Linked DNA regions of Mus musculus: all the other regions are linked to region 2. The links are chromatin contacts, called in public HiChIP or PLAC-seq and promoter capture Hi-C maps. All regions are on one chromosome and are shown on one strand. Each heading gives the region's core, a stretch centred on a gene start, on an enhancer-like site or on the middle of the called end of the contact. The rest is flanking DNA. Distances are from core to core; before and after follow the strand shown.

Region 1 (3,002 bases), core at 328-2,827, 470 kb after region 2:
CCCTTGAGCGGGGAGCCCCCCACCCTGCAGCCCCGATACTCAGAGCCAGGAGGGCCCGGCCTGACGGCCTGGAGCGCCCTCCGGTGGCCGCGCCGCAGGCCCCACCACTGGGGCTCTTCCTAAGACCACGCTCCCCGCCGCGGAAGGAACGAGACACGCAGAAAGTTTCCGAGCCAGGCGGTCAGCAAAGGACAATCCAGATCGCGGAGGGAGCCTGGATGCTCGGCTGGGCAGGAGCCAGCGCCTAGACCGGAGGCGACAAGAAGTCGGGTTCTAAACGGACCCTCTCCAGGCCTCCCACATGCCCCCAAGGCGGGACTCTGGTCTGCAGATCCCACCCGCGCGGAATTTGTCCCTGCAAGCCCACCTTGTAAAGAGGACATGGGGACAGTGGCTACCACCACGGCCGGTTACCCCGATACTCCGGCTGCAGAGCATGCTTGGGCTCTTATACTCTGTGCATTTGCTTAATTGGAGGGAGGGGGCGCAACAGCTCCCTGTGACGCATTGTGGTCCCCAGGAATCTGATTCTAGATGTCCCCGAAGAGCTCACCTGGACTCCCCCGCCCCACCCCCACGCCGCCTTTCCTCTGCTGGGGTGACGAGTGGGAACAGCGAATCCCCTGCCTCCTCCCCCTCCAGCCTCCAGGTTTGGGCGCCAGGGTTTCCCCGCCGCACGCAGTGGACCCGCCGGCCGAGTGGTGGCGGCTGGGGACCCGGAGCGGGCGAGGCCGGGCGCGGTGCCTACCTCGTCCACGGTGAGCGGCATGCAGATTCGGTACTCCTTGAGCAGCATGTTCCTGCCGGCCGCAGACCTCGGGAAAGAAGGGGGCGTCCCAACAGATGAGCAAGGCTGGAGCCCAGAGGAGGGCAAAGACGCTGGGAACCGGCAAGCGAAGCAGCCCCGGTGGTGCGCTCAGCTCCTAACTGCCTCCGGTCCGCCCCGGAGCATGTCAAGCTTCGGGTCCCGGTGTCTGTGACTCCCCCGCCTCCTTCCTCGCAGAGATCAGCCCTCTCGGTATTGCAAAGTCAGGCACTGAGGGAGGGAGACCCGCGGGAGACAGCTCGGATCAGCAGCCCCGGGCTGGTAGGCGCGGCCACCAGATCAGGACATGCCCGGCGGCGGGCAAGAGAGGCAAAAGGAGGAGGAAAAGGGATTTCCACAAATTCAAACAAACGCACAAAAGTCTCCTCTGGATCCTCCTCCGAAAGCAGAGCTGAACCTGGCGAGCCCCCTTTTTCTCCTACCCGTCTACCGTGGGTTAATGTCACCAGGAACACATTGCCGCGGGAGCAGGCGATGCTGACTTTCCAAACAAAGGCTCGATGGGCTCCTCTCCCCGGGCGGTAAACAAGATTTCCTGCTCTTTTTTAGGGCCAGTCCCCGAGTCTCTCCGGAGCTCAGCTGAGAGAGAAAAGGGAAGCCGCAGCCGCCAAGGCTCTGCCCTGCTCTGGGCCCCGGGTGTCTTCAACCTAGGCGGTTGGCTGCCAGCGGCTTGCGCGCGTCCCCTCCCCCGAGTCCCTCGGCTCTGAGAGCGCCGTGCGTGCCCGTGAGTTTGCAGCCACCTCGCCGCGACTGGAGAGTCCGCGCCGAGCTGCAGTGTGCCTGGGGCAGGGAGGTGGGTGCGGGAGGAGCGAGAGCGACGAGGCTGACATCAGCAGCGGCCGCGGCGGGGAGGGTAGCCCCATCCGGCCAATGGGGAAATGGCAAAGAATGTGGAGGATTTAAACAAAACAGCATGTCTCTCCCGTCTGCTGCCAGACGCCAGGGCTGTCCCAGAACCTAGAACAGCTAACGCAAAGAGAACAGAGAATCGCAAAGAAGCTATCCTGGACTCTTACAACGTTGGATCTGTTTTCAAATGTAACCTGGGTGCCATAGGGCTCTCTACTTAGTCGCTTTGGAAACCGTTTCCAAAGTGCACTAGTGCCCCTTGACTTTGGGGCTGGGGGCGTGTTTACAAATGCTCACAGCGAACATTTTTTTCTCTCTGATGGAGTAAGCAAGGCCGGAGCAAGAGAAATGATGGTTTTAGAATGGGTTTTTCTAACATGCTCTCAAGGCGGAGTTCTGCAGCAGTGTTGGTGAAAACAGAGTAAAAATGCGTGCGCGCTCGCAACCACACACACACACACACACACACACAGAGAGAGAGAGAGAGAGAGAGAGAGAGAGAGAGAAGCATTGCCTGCTACCTCTTTCTCCCTGGCTCTCTGCAATCCCAACTGCAGGCTTCCCAGAGCAGAAAGAATAGGTTTTCGTGTCAGCACTCCTAAGTTCAAAAAGTCACAGTGAAATGTCAATAAAAATGCCCGGGGTGTTGGTATTTCATCCATATTAAACAGATCTCTCATTTTAACCACAAGAAGCACATTCTTTAGTTACTCAGGAAGCAGCATGTAACTGCTGAAGTCTGGTTTTCATTTGTCTGGCATTCGGTTTTGGTTTGTTTTTTTTTTTTTTTTTTTTTTTTTTTAGCTTGTTTTCCTAAAAATGGAGGAAAAAAGTGCATCCACTGCCTATAGGAGGATAATGTGTAAACATCACTGGCTCTCAAACATAGATGCATATGTTCACACAAACGTGTGTGTGTGTGTGTGTGTGTGTGTGCATTTGTGAGTTCTGGAGACCCACATTCACCCATAGAGCTTGCATTGGGCAATGCAGACTCTGCAGGCCTCAATGGTATAGTATGTTAAAATGATGCTCAATAAGTCACTAATCAACATAATGAGGGTGGGCTCTGGCTAATGTTGTCCAGATGACCCAAGTTTAGAGCTCAGGGAACATGATCCAGCCTGCTAGGAAAATGACACCCTAAACATAGCTTATATTCTGGTAAAGAAAGAAAGAAAGAAAGAAAGAAAGAAAGAAAGAAAGAAAGAAAGAGAGACAAAGAAAGAAAACTATTTTCTAGATAAATGCTTCCCAAAGTTGGCTCTGAAATATTTACAGCAGCTAATTAAAGGTAAACCAAACACCCTGAGAAATTTTGTTTTGT
Region 2 (2,797 bases), core at 12-2,511:
GAAGGAAGGAAGGAAATTAATTTTAAGACTTTTACCCAATATAGCTAAACTATTACCATTTGAGGATGTCATCAATACAGAAAAATTGAGATGTCTTACTGTTTTTATACACCTTCAAAATCCAATGGGTAGTTTAAGCACACGGGGCATCTCAACAGATTAGCGGCTTTTCAAACACTCAATAGTCTTAAGCCTCTAGCCAGCACGGTATTAAGTCAAGGATCTAAATTCTAGGCTCCATTAGTTAATAGAACACCAAGTAGGAGAACAATCTACGTCCTTTGTTTGTTTTATTTTTCGAGACAGGGTTTCTGTGTGTATCCCTGGCTGTCCTCGAACTCAAATCGGCCTGCCTCTGCCTCCCAAGTGCTGGGATTAAAGGCGTGCGCCAACAATGCCTGGCAACCATCTACGTCCTTAAGGCAATAAACGCAGCTCTCGTTTTCTGTTGATCGATGGCCAAAACGGATCCATACTAGTACCCTCTTGCAAGTTACATAAAGAATCGGTTCGTTCCATTATAGGGCCTTCCATCACATCATCGCTGTCAGCAATGGCATTAACGCCGCATCTTGCACACACTTCCAGAGAATGCATTCAGCCGGGATGACATCAGCTGTGATCAGTGGGGCTCGATAGAACCCAGGTGTGGTCGTCGCGAAGGGACAGGAACCCAAAGTACCCTGGTAAGCTAGTAGGTTTAACTGCTTTATGTCCGTCCTCGACCCTGACCCAGGTGATCCGGGTCAAGGGCTTAACTGGGGTGTCTTAACTGCCACCTTCATCCCCTGCCCAAAGCTGCGTCTCCTCCCCGGGGCAGAAGCATCAGGAAAGCGGCGGCACAGCCAGGTAGGTCCGCTCGACTGCGGCTGCCCTCCGGTCCCTCCACGCCGACCCGAGCCGCTCCCAGGCCTTCGCTGCCCTCCGCAGCGCCCGGCGTTGCCAACCCTGACCCCGGCGTGGCGAAACCAACCCGCCCCGAGGCCTGGTCGGAGCAGGGAGGCTCAGCTCCGGCCCGGGCGCGGCCTGCTCCCGCCCTCCGCCCCGCAGCCTTCCGTCCGGCCGTTACTGCTCAGGACCGGCTTCCGTTCCTACCTGTACAGCCGGCTCAGATTTCCACGAAAGGTGGTGCAGGACACTCAAGCTGCGGGTCGGCGGCTGTGGAAACGTCTGCTACCCTTCAGCCCTCAGATTTTGTGCCTCGTGCTGCCGGCCGGCGCGATTTAAATTTCCCGGTGACGCCGCGTTCCGATTGGCTGATTTGAGCCTAAGCTGCGCGTTCATTGGTAGGTTTGAAAAACACGTTAGGCGGGGGTGGGGGTGGGACGCAGACGCAGGTCGTAGGGGAAAAAAAAAAAAAAAGGTGGGGGTGGGGCGGTAAGCAGGGAAGCGTCGCGAGATGAGGGAGCGGCCGGGCAATCCCAGGGTGCCTTGCAGAAGGGTGACTCCAGATCTCAGCACACAGCATGGAGACCTGCGTTTCGTCTATGCTTAGATGGACACTGGGCCGTACCCTGTTTGCTTTCCCTGGGCTTGTCCTTAAACAAACACACGAAATTATTATTACACTTGTAAAAAAAGGCTTAGCTTGCGGTGATTGGCGCAGGCTTTTAATCCCAGCACTAGGAGTTCAAGGCAAACCTGGTTTATACAGCCAGGCCAACCAGGGCTAAATAGTGAGACCCTGTCTCAATCAACCAATCAGTCAATCAATCAATAAAAGAAAAGAGAAATATATTTACTTTAAAAAAATTTTACATCAGGAGCTGGTCACCGGGAGAACGTGGATCTGTGTGCCTCTTAACCATTAGTTGTATCACTATATTGTTTATAGTATTTGTTGATTATTTTATCTTTAGGCAATCATTAGTTGTATCGCTATATTATTGTTTGTGCTATTTACTGGTTATTTAATTTTTATCATGGGGAGTGGGATTGAGGCAGGGTCTCACATTAACAATAGAGCCCAGGCTAGCCTTGAACCTAATGCAATCCTTCCTCAACGTCAGTTCTGGGATTACAGACATGCCCCACTTTGTCCCGTGTGGTAAACTTTTAGATTACTTGGAAAATAAAGACAATGGAAGCCGGGCAGTGGTGGCGCACACCTTTAATCCCAGCATTCAGGAAGCAGAGGCAGGCGGATTTCTGAGTTCGAGGCCAGCATGGTCTACAGAGTGAGTTCCAGGACAGAAGCAAAAAAAAAAAAAAAAAAAGAAAAAGAAAAAGGACAATGGAAGCAGCAAATATGGTAACAATAATTTATTAGCCCGGTGGTGGTGGCGCACACCTTTAATCCCAGCACTTGGGAGGCAGAGGCAGGCGGATTTCTGAGTTCTCTGAGTTCGAAGCCAGCCTGGTCTACAGAGTAAGTTCCTGGACAGCCAGGGCTACACAGAGAAACCCTGTCTCGAAAAACAAAAACAAAAAACCAATAACTTATTAATACCTATTTTCTCCAAACCTTTAAAATTTTTTATTTATTTCTTTATTTTGCTCCCTTCCCCCAAACACACACACACACACACACACACACACACTTAATGGGTTTCTCTGTGTCTCTGTAGACCTGACTGAACTCCACAGACCTCAGAGTGCTGGGACTAAAGGCAGTGTGCCACCACTGCCTGCCTTCAAATACTTTAAAACTTGAGTAATTCTGAACACAGAATCACAAACCTTTGCCTAGACTTGCCAAATGTTAACATTTCGGCACATTTTAAAATATGTAACATGTATATAGTGTACACACACACACATATTTTAGCCTTTTCTCTAATTTGTTTTTGCTTTTCAT
Region 3 (2,711 bases), core at 86-2,585, 320 kb before region 2:
CCAGCAATTGTTAGGGGCAGAGGTAAGAGGGCTGACTGCTAGGGTTGGCTGGCTGCCAGCCTAGATCCAGGATCAGCAGGAGACTGTCTCAAAAGAATAAGGTAGTGGGAGACTGAGCATAAATTAGACACCTGACATAAATTAGAGTCCATGACTTCTGCATGTACTCAGAGACAGGTGTATCCTAACACACAACACACACACACACACACACACACACACACACAGCTAAAAATAACTGCGTGATAACTGCTATAAGATGTCGTCCATAAGAAGCAAGTCTAGACCTTCCTCTGCCCTAGCCTAACAAGGAGCTAGGATAGAAGGGACATGAATTGGGATGAGGGTGAGGTGAGGGCTGGGTGGGCTGGGCAGCCAAACATGGGTGGGGTTAGCCTGGACATCTTGTGAACTCCACTGTTCCAGGTACCTCTCTGGTCTCCTTGGCAACAGTTTGATATTCTCTGGACCTCAGCGGCTTCAGGCTGTGCCTACCTCAAGTCAGGAAGGGATGCTTTCCACTTCTAGACTGAGCTGCATGGTCTATGCTTGCCCCTGGTTTTGCCCAGCTCAGTAAGAGGGGGTGGGGGCGGGGGTAGGGGAGGAGCAGGGTGCAGCTGCTCACTGCCCTTCCCCCTCTCATGTCTCCTTGGCAGCAGCTGCCTGCTAAAGACTAGCCCAGGCCAGGAGCTGTTTGTCTCTGCTTGTCAGAGGCGTTTCCTGATGGGTCTCTATTTTGGTTTCTGTTTTTCTCTGTGCTAACAGAGAAAGAGACGGCTCCAACGTCATGGGGTTTTCCCAGCAATTAGCCTCGGAGCAAACAGACAGCAAATCGGGATTTAATGAGTTCCTTCCCGTCCTCCTCCATCCGCAGTGACCACTTGGTGAGCTGCCAGCCAGGGTTAGATCTGGACCCGGTCCCCATAGCCTCCTCCAATTGTGTAGGATGAGAGACCTTGAGAACAGGGGACCAGGCTGGCAGGCACTAGCTCATATTTAGTCATCATTGACCTTGAACCCACAAAGCCCTTCTTTCTTCACCTAGCAATCAATGCCCTTGTCCCTGCTTGGGGGAGAACAAGGGGCCAGCACCAGTGGTCCAGACCTGAGTTCCTCACTGTCCTTCTTCAACAAGGAGGAAACACAATTTGTATCCTCTTAAGTTCCCCTTGCCACCCAAACGACCTTTGTTCTAGAATCTTCCCCAGAGCCCTGACTGGGCAACTAGTGCAAGCTGGGAAATGTAACTGATAGCTTGGCTGCAAGGGACGGCTGCAGAATCTATCGAGGGAAGCCAGAGGCAATTGCCACGGTCCCACCCTATTCTAGGAACTGCCACACTTCCTCTATTCAATCCTTCCACACTCTCAAGAAAGCAAAAGAACACCAGATACAAGGACACTCTCCCAACAAAAGGGAAATGGAGCCTTTCCCAGGGCCAGTGATGCTTCCTTCTTCCCTCTTCAGCTTTCGGAACTCCCAGCGCACAGGCACGCGCTCCCACACAAGTATCATGCACAACCCTCAGGCTGCTGCCTGCCCAGACCTGGGCCTGGACCACTGTGGGAGGATGGATTCAGCCTGGTATCCGAGCCCGGGGTGACAGGCAACTTGAGGATGTTCTGTACAGACAAGAGAGCAGGGATTTGGTCCCCTGTGCCTGGAGCTGTCAGTGTTCCCCCACCACGGTAGAATGCAGCAGTCCAGAACAGAAAGGATGGTGTAGCCGGCTCTGATCTTGCCATTCAACCCTTAAGCTAGCACCTTCCCTTACCTCTAGGAAGAAGAAAGATGTTACCTGGGTTGGCAAGCCCAGGATGCAGTCGAAGCCCAGGCTGGACCAGTGACAGCTGATACTGATCACTCTACAGTTTCATCTGTCCTGGCTTGCCTCTGAGCTCCAGACCCCTGAGCTTCCTACTCTAGGGTGTCTCACCGGCATCTTAGACTTAACCCAGTCAAACCGGATCTTATCCTCAAACACCACAGCCGTCCATGCAGCTACTCCAGCAAGAAATATAGGGACTCTGGCTCCCCAATCCTGGCCACGAGCTGTGATGGATCTCAGATGTGCACCTAGACACCATCCATTTCTGGCACCCACTATCTCTTGCACAGTGATAGCACATCTGTCTTGTTCTTCTTCAGGCCACTTCCTTGATGGTCCTGAGTTTGCTTTTGTATGTATATATGTATGTATGTATGTATGTATGTATGTATGTATGTATGTATGGTATGTGTGCAGTGGTTGTATGTCTTGGGAGGACTAACATGTATGGAGGTCTGAGAAAGACTGGGAATCTTTCTCAATAGTTCCCCAGATTTGTGACTCTATGGGACTTCTGTGTGTGCATGTATGCATGTGTGTGTGATTGCGTGTATGTGTGTGTGGTTGTGTGTCTGTGTGTGTGTGTATTCCTTAGCTTTTCTTTGATTTCCTCTATTCTGGTTTGTTCATTATTGTATTGTGTTTTACCTCATTTTTTACGGATGCCTGTTTTTTTTCTAATGAGAGAGAGAGAGAGAGAGAGTAAGAGAGAGAGAGAGAGAGAGAGAGAGAGAGAGAGAGAGAATGGCCGGGTGGTGGTGGCACACGCCTTTAATCCCAGTACTCGGGAGGCAGAGGCAGGCAGATTTCTGAGTTCCAGGCCAGCCTGGTCTACAGAGTGAATTCCAGGACAGCCAGGGCTATACAGAGAAACCCTGTCTCC
Region 4 (2,711 bases), core at 183-2,682, 350 kb before region 2:
CCCACTCTTCCACTCCCGCCCTCGCCCCTGGTTTTTCAAAGCAGGGTTTCTCTGTGTAATCCTCACTCCGTAAACTAGGTTGGCCTGGAACTCAGAGATGAACTTGCCTTTGTCTCCCGAGTGCTGGGATTAAAGGTGTACACCACCACTCTGACTCAGCCTTCTCTTTTCTCTTTATTCTGAGGAAGGAGCGCACTCACTAAATGGTTCAAGTTGTCCTGGAACTCAAGGTCCTCACGTCTAAGCCTCCTGAGTACTAGTAAAGGCCTGTGCCACCAAAGCTGGCCTCCTCCTCCTCCTCCTCCTCCTCCTCCTCCTCCTCCTCCTCCTTCTCTTCCTCCTCTTCTTCCTCCTCCTCCTTCTCCTCTTCCTCTTCTTCCTTCTCCTCCTCCTCCTTTTCCTTCTTCTTCTCCTCCTCTTCTTCCTTCTCTTCCTCCTCCTCTTCCTTCTTCTTCTCCTCCTCTTCTTCCTCTTCCTCTTCTTCCTCTTCCCCCTCCTCTTCTTCCTCATCCTCTTCCTTCTCCTCCTCTTTCTCCTCCTCCCTTTCCTCCTCCTCTTCCTCTCCCCCTCCTCTTCCTCCTCCTCCTCCTTCTTTTTGACTTTGTCTCCCTTAGTATCAAGTATTTGATTTTGGATTCAATTCTTCTGCCTCTTACACATGGGTCCTGGGAACTGAACTCAGACTGCTGGTTCATGAAGCTTGTCAGGGTGTTTGCCAGATTTGCCTTCTTACCCACATTTTTGTTTTTAAGTCTGGGATCCAATTTAGGGTTTTGTGGTGCAGATACGCATGTAGTCTCAATAGTTTCAGTTATCTATCTATCTATCTACCTATCTATCTATTTATATACTGGTAACACAGGCCAACCTCAAACTCATCATCCCCCTGTCCCAGACCCCCTGGTGCTGAAATTCTAAGTGCCAACACTCAACATTCTTGGCTTTCTTCAGTCTCTTTTGACATAGAACACTTCCTTGGTCTGCCCGGTCTTCTCTGTCACGGGCATCAATTATGTCACATTGTTGTGAAGAGATCCCTGACAAATGCCCCTCATGGATGGGGTGGCTTTTGTTCATAGCTTAAGGGTATCAACTTTCACACCAAGGAAGGTACCGTGGCTGGAACATGAGGCAACTGGTCCTGTCTTGCCTGAAGTCAAGCAGGAGGAGATCAACACTGTGGGCTCCATCTTTTAAAAAAAAACGTCCAAGACAATTGTGCTAAAACTGTAATTACTTTTAATATGATAGTCCAATTCTTGAGGATTAAGACCTAGGAAGGTAATAAATGTTATTAACACACTCGGCCACCAGGTGGCGATCTCTGCCGCCCATGAGCCGCAAAAGCTGTTGAAAACCTGTGGGGATCCGAAACCGCTTGAAATATGCTAGAAGGCTCTGTGGATTTGTAAAGACACGCGGCGTCTTTTCCAGCAGGGCTTCTAGTGAGTCACCCAGGTTTGGCTTTGGGAGACACAGGTCACAAGGTGTTTGGTAGATACAGGGTGTGCCCCGAGATTCGTCATTTCTAACCTACCCTTCGGGTGACAGGAGTGTGAAGAAGGCTTTTGGAGAAGACATTTCAAGAAGGCATTTGAAGAAATGGATCTGTGTACAATAAGGCAACCTCACTGTTTATCTGGTTCAGCAATAAAGGTGGTCTCATCTTTGCTGTCCTGCTCGCTCTGTCCCTTTAGTCTCCCTGTTCCTGTACCAAGGGACGTTTGTCATTAGCTGGGTCTTCTGCAAGAACAGTAGTATTGAGCCCTCGGGCAGAGACCAATCCCTCCAGTCCCAGACTTCCCTCCTGTCTTTCCACTCACATTGCAGCCTCGACTGCGCTGTATCTTGCAACAATCCTGCTTCAACCTCCGCAGTGCTGGGGTTATAGGCGTGTTCCACCTCTCCCTGCTTCAAAACTCAGCTTAAGGAGGCTCCCAGTTAATTCTTACCGAATGAGAGATGCTCCGTAGTTCCCTACACACACTTCCCAGATCAAGCCTTTCCCCCATAGCCTGGGCCATCTTCTCCCATATCATATCATCTACTTATTGTATCCCAGATAGAGTTTGCTGTCTACTCAGCAAATTCACCTTTCCTATTTTTGGCACCAGGAAATTGTTCTTCACTGAAGAGCAGAGAGAACAGTTGTCTGTTAAAAAGACATTAAAAAATGTCTTCTTCGCCGGGCAGTGGTGGCACATTCCTTTAATCCCAGCACTTGGGAGGCAGAGGCAGGTGGATTTCTGGGTTTGAGGCCAGCCTGGTCTACAGAGTGAGTTCCAGGACAGCCAGAGCTATACAGAGAAACCCTGCCTTGAAAACCAAAAAAAAAAAAAAAAAAAAAGTCTTCTTCATTCCTTAGTTGTTGTTATTATGTTATTATTTATTTTTTAAAGATTTATTTATTTATTTATTTATTTATTTATTTAATGTATATGAGTACTCTGTAGCTGTACAGATGGTTGTGAGCCACCATGTGGTTGCTGGGATTTGAACTCAGGACCTTCGGAAGAGCAGATAGTACTCTTAACTGCTGAGCCATCTTTCCAGTCCTATTGCTGTTATTTTTACTACTGTATTTTAGAAGTCTCCCTGTGTAGCCCTTGGCTGCCTTCTATGTACTGGGATGACCGGTATATGTCACCAAGGCCAGCTCCTGGTGGCTTTTTGATAAGTAAAAATCATGATGGTTATGTTTTAAAGTGGCC

Evidence for each region. Promoter capture Hi-C pulls out the DNA fragments that hold promoters and counts their contacts. HiChIP or PLAC-seq counts read pairs in DNA pulled down with a chosen protein or histone mark.
Region 1: a contact with region 2 is called in an H3K4me3 HiChIP or PLAC-seq map of embryonic limb bud, with 4 times the contacts expected there. The contact joins the promoter of Pitpnc1 here to the promoter of Kpna2 in region 2. A contact is called at or near these places in 3 of 39 promoter capture datasets (cranial neural crest, frontonasal cranial neural crest and liver), 1 of 484 Hi-C or Micro-C datasets (embryonic stem cells), 2 of 115 datasets of contacts at active chromatin or transcription factors (embryonic limb bud and embryonic stem cells) and 2 of 9 other capture datasets (embryonic stem cells and pancreatic islet).
Region 3: an H3K4me3 HiChIP or PLAC-seq map of bone marrow-derived macrophages shows a contact between it and region 2, with 3 times the contacts expected there. The contact joins the enhancer-like site here to the promoter of Kpna2 in region 2. A contact is called at or near these places in 2 of 39 promoter capture datasets (the HPC-7 cell line and pre-B cells), 3 of 484 Hi-C or Micro-C datasets (the N1E-115 cell line and embryonic stem cells), 1 of 115 datasets of contacts at active chromatin or transcription factors (bone marrow-derived macrophages) and 2 of 9 other capture datasets (adipose tissue and liver).
Region 4: a contact with region 2 is called in a promoter capture Hi-C map of frontonasal cranial neural crest. The contact joins the enhancer-like site here to the promoter of Kpna2 in region 2. A contact is called at or near these places in 6 of 39 promoter capture datasets (the C10 cell line, cranial neural crest, frontonasal cranial neural crest and 3 more), 2 of 15 datasets of contacts at CTCF or cohesin (embryonic stem cells and pro-B cells), 11 of 484 Hi-C or Micro-C datasets (B cells, CD4 T cells, CD8 T cells and 8 more) and 3 of 115 datasets of contacts at active chromatin or transcription factors (embryonic forebrain, embryonic stem cells and pancreatic cancer cells).

What each region holds. Positions count from the first base shown.
Region 1 is chr11:107,469,143-107,472,144 of GRCm38.p6, forward strand. Pitpnc1 (phosphatidylinositol transfer protein, cytoplasmic 1) reads right to left here and starts at 1,578. Exons shown (of 9, transcript NM_001359616.1): 1 at 749-1,578. The coding sequence starts at 796.
Region 2 is chr11:106,998,264-107,001,060 of GRCm38.p6, forward strand. Kpna2 (karyopherin (importin) alpha 2) reads right to left here and starts at 1,262. Exons shown (of 11, transcript NM_010655.3): 1 at 1,096-1,262. Gm39424 (a long non-coding RNA gene) reads left to right here and starts at 1,206. Exons shown (of 3, transcript XR_880255.3): 1 at 1,206-1,286.
Region 3 is chr11:106,674,121-106,676,831 of GRCm38.p6, forward strand. The region is part of intron 13 of Pecam1 (platelet/endothelial cell adhesion molecule 1); the gene reads right to left. Among named protein-coding and RNA genes, the nearest start is that of Pecam1, 40 kb to the right of the region's middle. Within about 2 kb of position 1,336, at least 285 of the 459 cell types and tissues checked have an H3K27ac peak or open chromatin away from gene starts, as enhancers often do. A contact at or near this core is called in the HPC-7 cell line, the N1E-115 cell line, adipose tissue and 2 more, where this site is marked.
Region 4 is chr11:106,647,164-106,649,874 of GRCm38.p6, forward strand. No RefSeq gene overlaps it. Among named protein-coding and RNA genes, the nearest start is that of Tex2, 36 kb to the left of the region's middle. Within about 2 kb of position 1,433, at least 43 of the 459 cell types and tissues checked have an H3K27ac peak or open chromatin away from gene starts, as enhancers often do. A contact at or near this core is called in CD8 T cells, where this site is marked.